2 separate regions of the Lactuca sativa genome follow, and region 1 is linked to region 2. Evidence: chromatin contacts called from public Hi-C data. All regions are on one chromosome and are shown on one strand. Each heading gives the region's core, a stretch centred on a gene start, on an enhancer-like site or on the middle of the called end of the contact. The rest is flanking DNA. Distances are from core to core; before and after follow the strand shown. Region 1 holds the start of LOC111877342. Region 2 holds the start of LOC111878875 (glyceraldehyde-3-phosphate dehydrogenase, cytosolic).

Evidence for each region. A called contact is a pair of places that touch in the nucleus more often than the background predicts.
Region 1: a Hi-C map of leaf shows a contact between it and region 2, with 7 times the contacts expected there. The contact joins the promoter of LOC111877342 here to the promoter of LOC111878875 in region 2. A contact is called at or near these places in 3 of 4 Hi-C or Micro-C datasets (leaf and seed).

The regions. Positions count from the first base shown.
Region 1 is chr4:133,509,243-133,514,522 of Lsat_Salinas_v11, forward strand. It overlaps LOC111877342, which reads left to right and starts at 1,756. Exons shown (of 1, transcript XM_023873863.3): 1 at 1,756-4,131. The coding sequence starts at 2,320. The coding sequence ends at 4,041. It overlaps LOC111877344, which reads right to left. Exons shown (of 4, transcript XM_023873864.3): 4 at 5,064-5,280.
Region 2 is chr4:132,984,211-132,989,325 of Lsat_Salinas_v11, forward strand. LOC111878875 (glyceraldehyde-3-phosphate dehydrogenase, cytosolic) reads left to right here and starts at 2,208. Exons shown (of 11, transcript XM_023875356.3): 1 at 2,208-2,360; 2 at 2,476-2,502; 3 at 2,602-2,702; 4 at 2,871-2,986; 5 at 3,066-3,165; 6 at 3,295-3,502; 7 at 3,582-3,679; 8 at 3,773-3,915; 9 at 4,012-4,095; 10 at 4,238-4,327; 11 at 4,419-4,807. The coding sequence starts at 2,357. The coding sequence ends at 4,464.

The DNA.
Region 1 (5,280 bases), core at 506-3,005, 520 kb after region 2:
GTTGCAACCTTTACGTGTAAAGAGTGAGATCTAGGCAAAATACATCCATAGCTAGGGTTTAGAACCAAGAAACTCCAATTTCCACCCCAATGGCTGATACTTTATGGGATTACATACCAAAATAAACATGGATCTGAGGTAGCAACCTCAGATCTGGACCTCAAGCTCAAGATTGGTCTTAAACATGGCTTAAAAGCCCCAAAACTCATAACCAAGGGAAAATATGGAGGAGAGAAACGAATTGATACCTTCCAATGCTCTGAAATGCTTCCCAAACCACAGATCCAAAGCCACTCCCTGATGCTTCAAGGATTCCCACTCCTTCTTCTTCCTTAAACCCACTCAAAAATGGCTAGAAGCTAGATTGAACACAATGGGGGCTTAAGGTGCGGCGTTCTGGGTGCAAGAGACTGTAAAGGAGCCCTAGGAAGAAGATTAAGATGCTTAAATAGGCTCCAAGCCCCGGATTTAGGGTTTTCCTCGCACAGACCAGACTCGCCGAGTCCACTTGGCCGACTCGTCGAGTTGGTCACTTTCTTATCGACCCGGATCCCGCTCCGACTCGCCGAGTCCTTCCTTTGACTCGTCGAGTCCCTCTTAAATTTAGGGTTTCCTTTACTTTCTTGGCTTTCAAAATCCTGGGTGTTACATGTTGGCTAAATTACGGACAATGTCTAGATATTTCTGCATCCTAGGGTCCTTGCCTCGTATACTCCGTTGCATCCTAGGGTCCTTGCCTCGTATACTTCAGCATCATCGTCCAAAATCGTAAACATTCAGAGGTTGAACAGATGATTAGTTGATCACTAACTTGCACATAAGTAAAATTAAACATATGACATTATGAGAAGTCAATCCTAAATTTGTAATGACAAAGGAAAATTAAACGAGATAAAGAATGATGACTTATAAACTGGTATTAAGTCAGCAATAACTCAATAAGTCAATCATTACTCACATCGCTACTCACAATTCACTAACCTATTTCGTGTTACTCTAATGATAGGAATTTTGGGATGAATCAAAGATGAATGATGAATGATGATTGATGAACGACAATCGAGTAGTCGATACTCGATATGTCACACCCGCGAAGTGCAAATAGAAGCGATAAATCTAGTTGCGATAGGAAATTATCAAATTCGAGATTGGGGTTTTGGGGAGTCAACTCGTTGCCTCATCACATGTACACATGGCACATCGCCAAATCCCAAGCTATATTGTATCATAAATATTGAAAATTTCATATTGGGTCAACCTTGGTCATGGGCCTAAATAAGTTAAAAATCTGTAATATTTATATTTATATGATATAATATGTGTCAATACTCAATGTATAATGTAATGTACTAATAATAATATGTGGGTATAATATAATTGAGGCGGGGCGGGTTAGGTAATAGCATGCACGACCCCGACCCCATCCCCACTTTTTGTCATACAGGGATCCCCGACCATATCCGGTACTCGGTTTTATAGGGATTACCCATCCACGGTCAGGACGAATTAACTGGGTTCCCCACTACGTCGGGTCATGTTGTCATCCCTAATGCTATGGATGGTCTAGCTTAATATTAGTGAACCGTATTCATAATCATTATATAAAAACAGAAGTTGCTAAGCCCAGTTTGAGCTAAAATTGTAAGGCTCAAAACCCATACATTAATAAAAGGCCCAACTCGGAAGCCCTAAAGCGAAGAAATTTCTTAGGTCACCGCCTCATAGACGCGTTTTCACACCGTATATTTGAATTGTCAAGCAACATTATTTGAGGGCAAAAAAAGAAATCGATTTGGGGGCGGCTGTTGTTGAAGGATAAGGTTGCTAGGCTGTTCGAATCTCGATCGATATTCGCCGTCGATTTCATTTTACCACCATCGTTGTTCATCGGAGTCTGAAGAATCGTGTTCCGGTAAGAAATATCATCGCCTTTGATTGATTTTCGGCCTCAAAAAACAAAATCATAATTTGAGGTTCGAAAGACGAAGATCGTCACCGATTTGACTGTCTAATTTCATACATCGCATAATCAATTTGACAGATCTGCTATATTCACATTGATTTCTGATACTCGGTTTCCTTGTATTTTCTGTATTGAATCGAACAATATCCTGTTGCTTTCTGTTTGGGATTTTGTTCGGGGTTACGAATTAGGGATTCTCGTTACAAATTTTGTTTTCAAAAGGAAAAGCGATTGAATTTGTTGAATTTTGGGGGCTGTAGCCTAGCCGGATATTTAGATCTCCGCTAGGGTTTCATCTTTTTATCTCTTTGTTCTGTTATTTGGTTGCTTAAAATCAGTTGTTGGTGTTGCTAATTATGGCGGCAGGACGACAGATCTCGAGGAAAAGCTACTCGAGTCGTTCCGAGGAAGAAACTCTTTCTTATAACAATCGATATAATCACAGATCTTTTGTTAGCGATCATGATCAAAGAAGACATCGATACGTTGATGGTGATTATGACAGGGACAATCGTCGCACGTCTTCACAACCGATTCATCATGGGCTGGAAAACAGAAACAAAGCAGACGATGTTTCTGGAAACAACTCAAGAAGATCTGACGCTACCAAGAAAAGGAAATTCTCGCCTATTGTCTGGGATAGAGCTGAGAAGCAGGTGAAGATATCCTCCGAGAACAGAATCCTTCCTACCAAAACTGTTCCCTATCAATCTCCTCCATCCAAAGGGAAGTTTGAAGATATTATTGCAGACACGAAGATCGAAATTTCTCCTGTTGAATCTCTTGTATCCAATCTTTCAGATGAAGTGGGAGTATCAAGAGTATCAAGCTCATTGGCTACAAACACACCCGAAGAACATGATGAAGAACCTGAGCAAGAAGATGGAGAATATGTGGAGGAACGAAACCTATCCAAATCAAAGTGGGCTTTCAAAGACTCCCCACAAATGGCATCAAACACCAACAATTCTAGCCCCGAAAGTGGTGAATTTAAGCAAGAACACATTGAAGATACGATTGAACAAATGTCATGTTTATCTGCTGAGGAAGATCAACAGTCCAAGTCTCTTGATGATGAAGAAGAAGAAGAAGATGATGATGATTATGAAAGAATCGAATCCCCTGTAAGCATGATGCCATCCTGTAGAAACGTGTTCGAGTATGAACGACTAGGGAAAATAAGTGAAGGCACATACGGTGTTGTATACAAAGCCAGAGACAAAAAAACCGGAGAAATAGTCGCATTAAAGAAAGTAAAAATGGGGAAAGAGCGTGAAGGTTTCCCTGTAACAGCATTACGTGAGATCACAATTCTCGGATCTTTCCAACACCCATCAGTTGTAAAAATGAAGGAAGTTGTTACAGACGATTTCAATGGCATCTACATGGTTATGGAATACATAGATCACGAACTCAAAGGCTACATGGAAAAAACAAAGCAACCATTCAGTCAAAGTGAAGTGAAACGCCTCATGATCCAGCTTCTTCAAGGGTTAGCTTTTCTTCATGAGAATTGGGTGATTCATAGAGATTTGAAGACATCAAACTTGCTTTTGGACAACAATGGTGATTTAAAGATTTGTGATTTTGGCATGTCAAGACAATACGGGAGTCCAGTGAAGCCGTATACCGCGTTGGTGGTGACACTTTGGTACAGGGCGCCTGAGGTTTTGTTGGGGATGAAAAATTACACAACTGCCATTGACATGTGGTCTGTGGGTTGTATAATGGGGGAGTTGTTGTCAAAGAAGCCCCTTTTTGATGGGAATAGGGAGATTGAGCAGATTGATAAGATTTTCAAGACACTTGGGACCCCGAATGAGAAGATTTGGCCTGGGTATTCAAAATTGCCAGGGGTAAAACCGTCTTTTGTGAAGCAGAATGGTAATAGCTTGAGGAAGAGGTTTCCTGGAGCTAGTTTTATGGGGACACCTGTGCTTACAGAGATGGGGTTTGATTTGTTGAATAGGTTTTTGACTTATGATCCGGAGAAGAGAATTACTGCTGAAGAAGCGCTTAATCATGGGTGGTTTCGTGAGAGTCCTCTTCCTGCTGAATGTGTCAGGATTTGTAAATAGGGTTTCTTACATGTATGTTGTTTTAGGTGTAATGTATAATGTTTGACTTGATATGCTCCAACTATTAATGCATTTGATGGTTTACGCCAACTTAACTCTTTTATAAATGTGCTCTAAGTTTTAGTTTTTATGATAAATTTTCTCCAACTTAGGGGGTGTTTGTATTAGCTTTTAAACTGACTTTTGACTTTATCTTTTAGAAAAAGTCCAAAAAGATGTTTGGGTAAAATGACAATGACTTTTTAATCAACTTTTGCTATAGTGTAAATTCTAGCTTTTTGAAAAGTCACGAAATCGTGACTTTTCATGACTTTTCACCAGCTAAAACATTGAATTATATTTATAACCCATCTAAAAGTTAAACCATGTCATTTTTAGTCCTTTTTAGTCATTTTACGTGTAAAAGTTAAACCAAATATTTTAATTTTTGATTTTTTCCCTTCAAAAGTTAATACAAACACATTTTAAAAAACAACTTTTACAGAAAGGACTTTTGCCCCACAAAAGCTAAGCCAAACACTCTCTTAATTGTTGCACCACTTTACAAATTCTGTTATAATCTTTCTACAACTTAATGTTTTTACATCGTTTCGTTGCAGCTTCATTTTTGTATGTTTTTTCTCAACTTGGTTTTGAATTTTTTTCATAATGCCTTTATTTTCATGTTTACAAATTCTTTTTCCTTGCAGAGGAACTTCCACAAACATAGGGGTAAATACAAGATTAAGATGATGAAGAAGACGAGAGGTGGGTAATAAAAATTACAATAGATACAAAAACTATGGGTAAAAAGGTAAAGGTAATTTTACAACAAAATACCAACAATTGACAAAAAGCGTGACAAAAAAACTCCAAAGACAATGAACTTTAAAATTGAAAAACTGTAGTCATGCACAACAATTCATATAAATTTATGTTTTACATCATTGTACTGTATAAAACTGTAGTGTAGCTAAAAAAATGTTGTGTGGCGATCATCACCCTTTCCAAAAACAATATCTAATCATAACAGACTACCCAAATAATAATAATAATTAGGGTTCTGATAATAATATTAGCAATAACAATATCTAATCATATAACAGATTATGCCCATTATCCATGGTACAACTTTGGTTTTACTAGATATAACCTTATAACCTAAAATCTATTTTCAGTTTATATGATTTACATATAATCCCTATCAAGCAGCACACCAACAAAAATAAGTCTGCTCCATTGTTAGTTGTTGCTTTGCTC
Region 2 (5,115 bases), core at 958-3,457:
CCACCACATGACTTTTATATATTTGCAGGTTTGTTCCTTACACTTTCGGTGTTACGCAAGTTTAGCCCCCCACAAAGTAGGGGTAGTAACTTATTAGTTTAATATAGTTTAAGAATGTTTATAAAGTAATTAAATATATTTTACACATATTTGAAGTAAATAGAATTTTATTATAAAAAGGCTAGATTGAAATAAAAATGGCTAGTGTATCCATAATTTAATTTTCAAATTAATTACACGTTTTGTGTTAGTCAATGATGTAGAGTAAGTTAGTGTGATAATCAAGGCACAAGAAGATTATAAAAGGTGGACAAAGTTGGTATAAAAAGTGTCTTTTCATCACCCCATAATGAAACCATTCACACCTATGAATCAAATAACATTCATCGTGGTTGATATAATATTTGAAGGACATTTAAATGCATTAAAGGCCTCTGAAAGACATGAACAATTAAGGAACCATATATTCTTTTAACTATTATGATATTGGAATCATCTAACACTAAATAGTAGTGTTCTTTTAACTTCTTGTTATTAGTTATTTGATAAAAGAATTCTAAAAACTGGTTATATTTGATATAAATCTATATTTATGTAGTAAAATAATTATAAATTAACACAAAATTATATTTATGTCCCTTACATCATATTGAAAAACACATTGGAACGTAAAGCTTGAAGCTCGCCTCACGCCTTTTAGAACCTTGCTAAATAGTTTAGTTTTATCAAATATGTATACTACTATAAAATGAAAACATTAGTTTTTCTTGACAATGTTTGATGGTGGATTCCAACTTGAGTTTGATTATAGCATGCAACACCCCAATAGCAACTAGAAAATTTTGGTGATGTTCTATTAATAATATTTCGCTATTAAAAAAAATAACGAAAAACTATTATCATTATGATTTACATACATCCAAATAACTTCCCCTCCCCCTCTTCCTCCTACCCTCCCCCCCCCCCCCCCCCCCCCCCCATTGTGATGTAAGGGACATAAAATTTCATACATTAGATACATGGTTTAAACCTAATATGCTTAAAGTATTGTTGATGTTTCATGACTACTTCTTATATGCTGGGTGATATGATTTACCATATTTTTTTACATGTATTAAAATAATAACATTGTGTAAATATGTAATACTAGGGAAAAAGTAACAACAAATAATTAAAATGTATAATTATATCATTCTAATTTATCATAAATTTTTTTGCTGCCGATAGATGATTGTTCTGTTTTATTCTAGAAGGTTTATATCTAACAAAAATATCCCTTAAAATATTTTTTCATGACGCACTTATAAAATGTGACAACTTTAATTTTTGATTTTTGTAATTTACTCTTTATTGCCTTCTAGAAAGATCTCGTGGTTGTCACTTAGACATAATCCACTGCTTTCCCGACCATTACGCTTATCAACGGACAAATGAAATCAAAACTAAATTTTATATATTTGATCCAACTATTTAAAGAGGGTTAGAGATCTATTAACTAAAACGACCAGAAGAAAACACGTTTTCAGTTTTGCAAAATGGGTTAAAGTCAAGAAACTGATTTATGTCGTATTCTCCAATCAAACCATCATTTTTTTGCTCAATGAATAATTCATCAAAGTCGTTTTTGGTTGACCGGATTGAAACCAGTTCGATAGTTCAAATTCAAAAACGGATTAGACTCCCGTTTGTAAACCGGATTAAACTGGCAAAACCGAATCAAACCAATAAAAAAACTAGTAAGGGAAATTGTTTAAAACCGGATTCAACCTCAAATCAAAGTCGAACCTAATAATTTGTAACGTCATCAGATATGAATAAGATCGTTGGTGCACCTCTACTCTGCACTACACGAACATGGTGTAGCTGAGTCGCCACCAAAGCTACATCACGTGACCATTGGATATGCCTAAGAGTCATTTTGAATAATGTAAAACTTTTATAATAATGTAAAATTGTAAAGTGAAATGAAATTCGCTTAAATATTGTAGACCATTTTTATCTATCAAGGCCCATTTGGCAGGCGGAGACCATTTTTCATCATCAAGGTAGGTGCTAAAGACTCATTTTGGACTTCATGGTTTCGTTGTTAGTTTAGGAAATTGTTAATATTTTATTTATTTTAATAAAAACTATTTTAGGTAGGTTTTGAAATAACGAAAACAATTGAATAAACCTACAAGGGCGATGCGATTTTTGTGGTTTTTGGTCTGGATATCTTGAGAACTAGACACCGGCTTGGCCGGTCACCAGCCCCCTCACTTATTAAAACCCTCTAGAAACCTCTCCTCATCGCATTCTTCTTCACTCTCATCGTCAACACACATTCCCAATACACTTTTTTTCTCCAACAAGCGTCATGGGTACGCTGAATTTAGTAATTTTTATCAAATTATTCCTGTCGATCTTCTTTTTCTTGTGTTTTTGATCTAACTTTTCTATTTTCTCATTTTAATTGTTGTTCTTTTTGTTGTCCAGGCGGCAAGATCAAGATCGGAATCAACGGTACCAGATCTTATCCACTTTACAATTTTATACCGTTTAATGTCTACAGCTGTTCTTCTGGGACGATTTCGAGTGGCTTAATGTATATTTAACTTGCAGGATTCGGAAGAATCGGTCGATTGGTGGCTAGAGTAGCTTTGCAGAGAGACGATGTTGAACTTGTTGCTGTTAACGATCCATTTATCTCTGTGGAGTACATGGTTCGTAATTTTGATCATCTGATTGTATCTACAGTAGATCTGGGGTTTTAGGGTTTTAAATTCTGATCGGTTTAGTGCTTGTTCTGAATTTAGTTCAGTAGACAGTAGATCCGTGCATTTTATAGTGTTTTGAGTTTGAATTTAACTTCAATCATGATTTCATTGCAGACATACATGTTTAAGTATGACAGTGTTCATGGTCAATGGAAGCATCATGAACTCAAGGTTAAGGACGACAAAACCCTTCTTTTCGGCGAGAAACCCGTCGCTGTTTTTGGTTCAAGGTGCGTCTCTCGCATGCTCAATTTTGGTTAAATTCATGTTTTCAAGATAAGGCTGATTAATCTCCTGTTATTATTAAAGGAACCCAGAAGAGATCCCATGGGCCCAGACCGGAGCTGAGTACGTCGTGGAATCCACCGGAGTTTTTACCGACAAGGACAAAGCCGCTGCTCACTTGAAGGTATACATCCTCTTACACGATTTTACAACTTCCATGACTTCCATTTTCTTGTGTACTCCGAGATGAAAGTTTTCATGTTCTTCATAAACTCAAAAAATTCTTATAAGCTCGTTTTACCCATATCTTTAGGGAGGTGCTAAGAAGGTCATCATCTCTGCCCCCAGTAAGGATGCTCCCATGTTTGTTGTTGGTGTGAACGAGAAGGAATACAAATCAGACCTTCACATCGTTTCAAACGCCAGTTGCACCACTAACTGCCTTGCCCCTCTGGCCAAGGTTATAAATGACAGATTTGGAATTGTTGAGGGTCTTATGACCACCGTTCACTCCATCACTGGTAACTTTTCTTGATTGTTTTTGTATATATATTTATTTCAGTTCTATTAACAGTTTATTTTGATTTGATTATGATTCAGCTACACAGAAGACTGTTGATGGACCATCTGCTAAGGACTGGAGAGGTGGAAGAGCTGCTTCATTCAACATCATTCCCAGCAGCACTGGTGCTGCTAAGGTATTTATTTATTTACTATTTAGTCCCTCAAGTTTCAAATACTGCTATTTTTGTTCTTCATAGAGTTTGATAAATGTTTGGAAATCTTGATAGGCTGTAGGGAAAGTCCTCCCTTCATTGAACGGGAAGTTGACCGGAATGTCTTTCCGTGTCCCAACTGTTGATGTCTCTGTTGTTGATCTGACTGTTCGATTGGAAAAATCTGCAACTTATGATGAGATCAAAGCTGCTATCAAGTAAGCAAAACTTCATTTCATTTTATTGTTAATCTTGACAATAGATGAATGTTCGTGGTTGTAAATTGTAATATTGTTTTTTGTGTTTGTTATCAGGGAGGAATCTGAAGGAAAGATGAAGGGGATCTTGGGTTACACTGAAGATGATGTGGTGTCCACAGACTTTGTGGGTGACAACAGGTATTTTTTTTTATTGTTTCTTTTATAAAAGCTATATGGTTTTTTGTAGGCATAAGTGGACCACATGTGTGTATATATATTTTGTATGAAGATTAAAAAAGAATGGAATTTAATAAGTGGAGAATTTATGTGATTTTAACAGGTCGAGCATATTTGATGCAAAGGCTGGAATTGCACTGAATAACAATTTTGTGAAGTTGGTTTCGTGGTATGACAACGAGTGGGGTTACAGGTACTTATTCTTCTTTCTTATGTTTTCTTTAGATTTTTTTTTTGTATAAATTTTATTTATTGAAGTGTTTATTTATTTATTTTTTATGCAGTTCCCGTGTTGTTGATCTGATTGTTCACATGGCATCTGTGGAGTAAGTTTTGTGGATGTAGGTGAAGTTGTTTTTTGAGTTGGAAGTAAAATAAAAGTCTACCTATCCATTCCCCACTGTGTTTAGGGTTTTGATTGATGGGTGGAGAAATGTTTTGGTGTTTATGTTGTTATTGCTGGTTTATTATCGAACTTTAATAGTGCAATTTTCAGACATTGAGGTGTGTAGTAGTATCAAGTTGGTGTGAAAACCTGTCTTCACTGGCTGTTTAGTATTGGTGTTTTCAACTAGGCGGCTTAAATATGGTGAAGATTTTATGCACAAATTAATTTTCCATAGTTTTTGCGTTTTTAATTTGAAAATAGCAATAAAAAATAGTCTTATCTGAAGTTTGGAAGTTGTTATCGTACAAGACAAGTTTGAAAAAAAAAAAAAAAAATCTCGACCCAAGAACCAAATTGAAAGCTGGTTTCTGGAAAACGACATGATTAGGTGCTTTGAACAGAGGAATTGGACTCTATCAGATATGATTCGATCCAAATCTAACAACTCTTCTTTTATCTTTTGGAATTCTTTCTTTATGTGCGTTATACATTTTTAAATGATTCCAACTAAAAATGATGGTTAAGAGACAAACAACTATTGCATTTGGGATGGTTAACCTAAGCTGTGTTAATTGAGAATTTGGAGTTTCGAA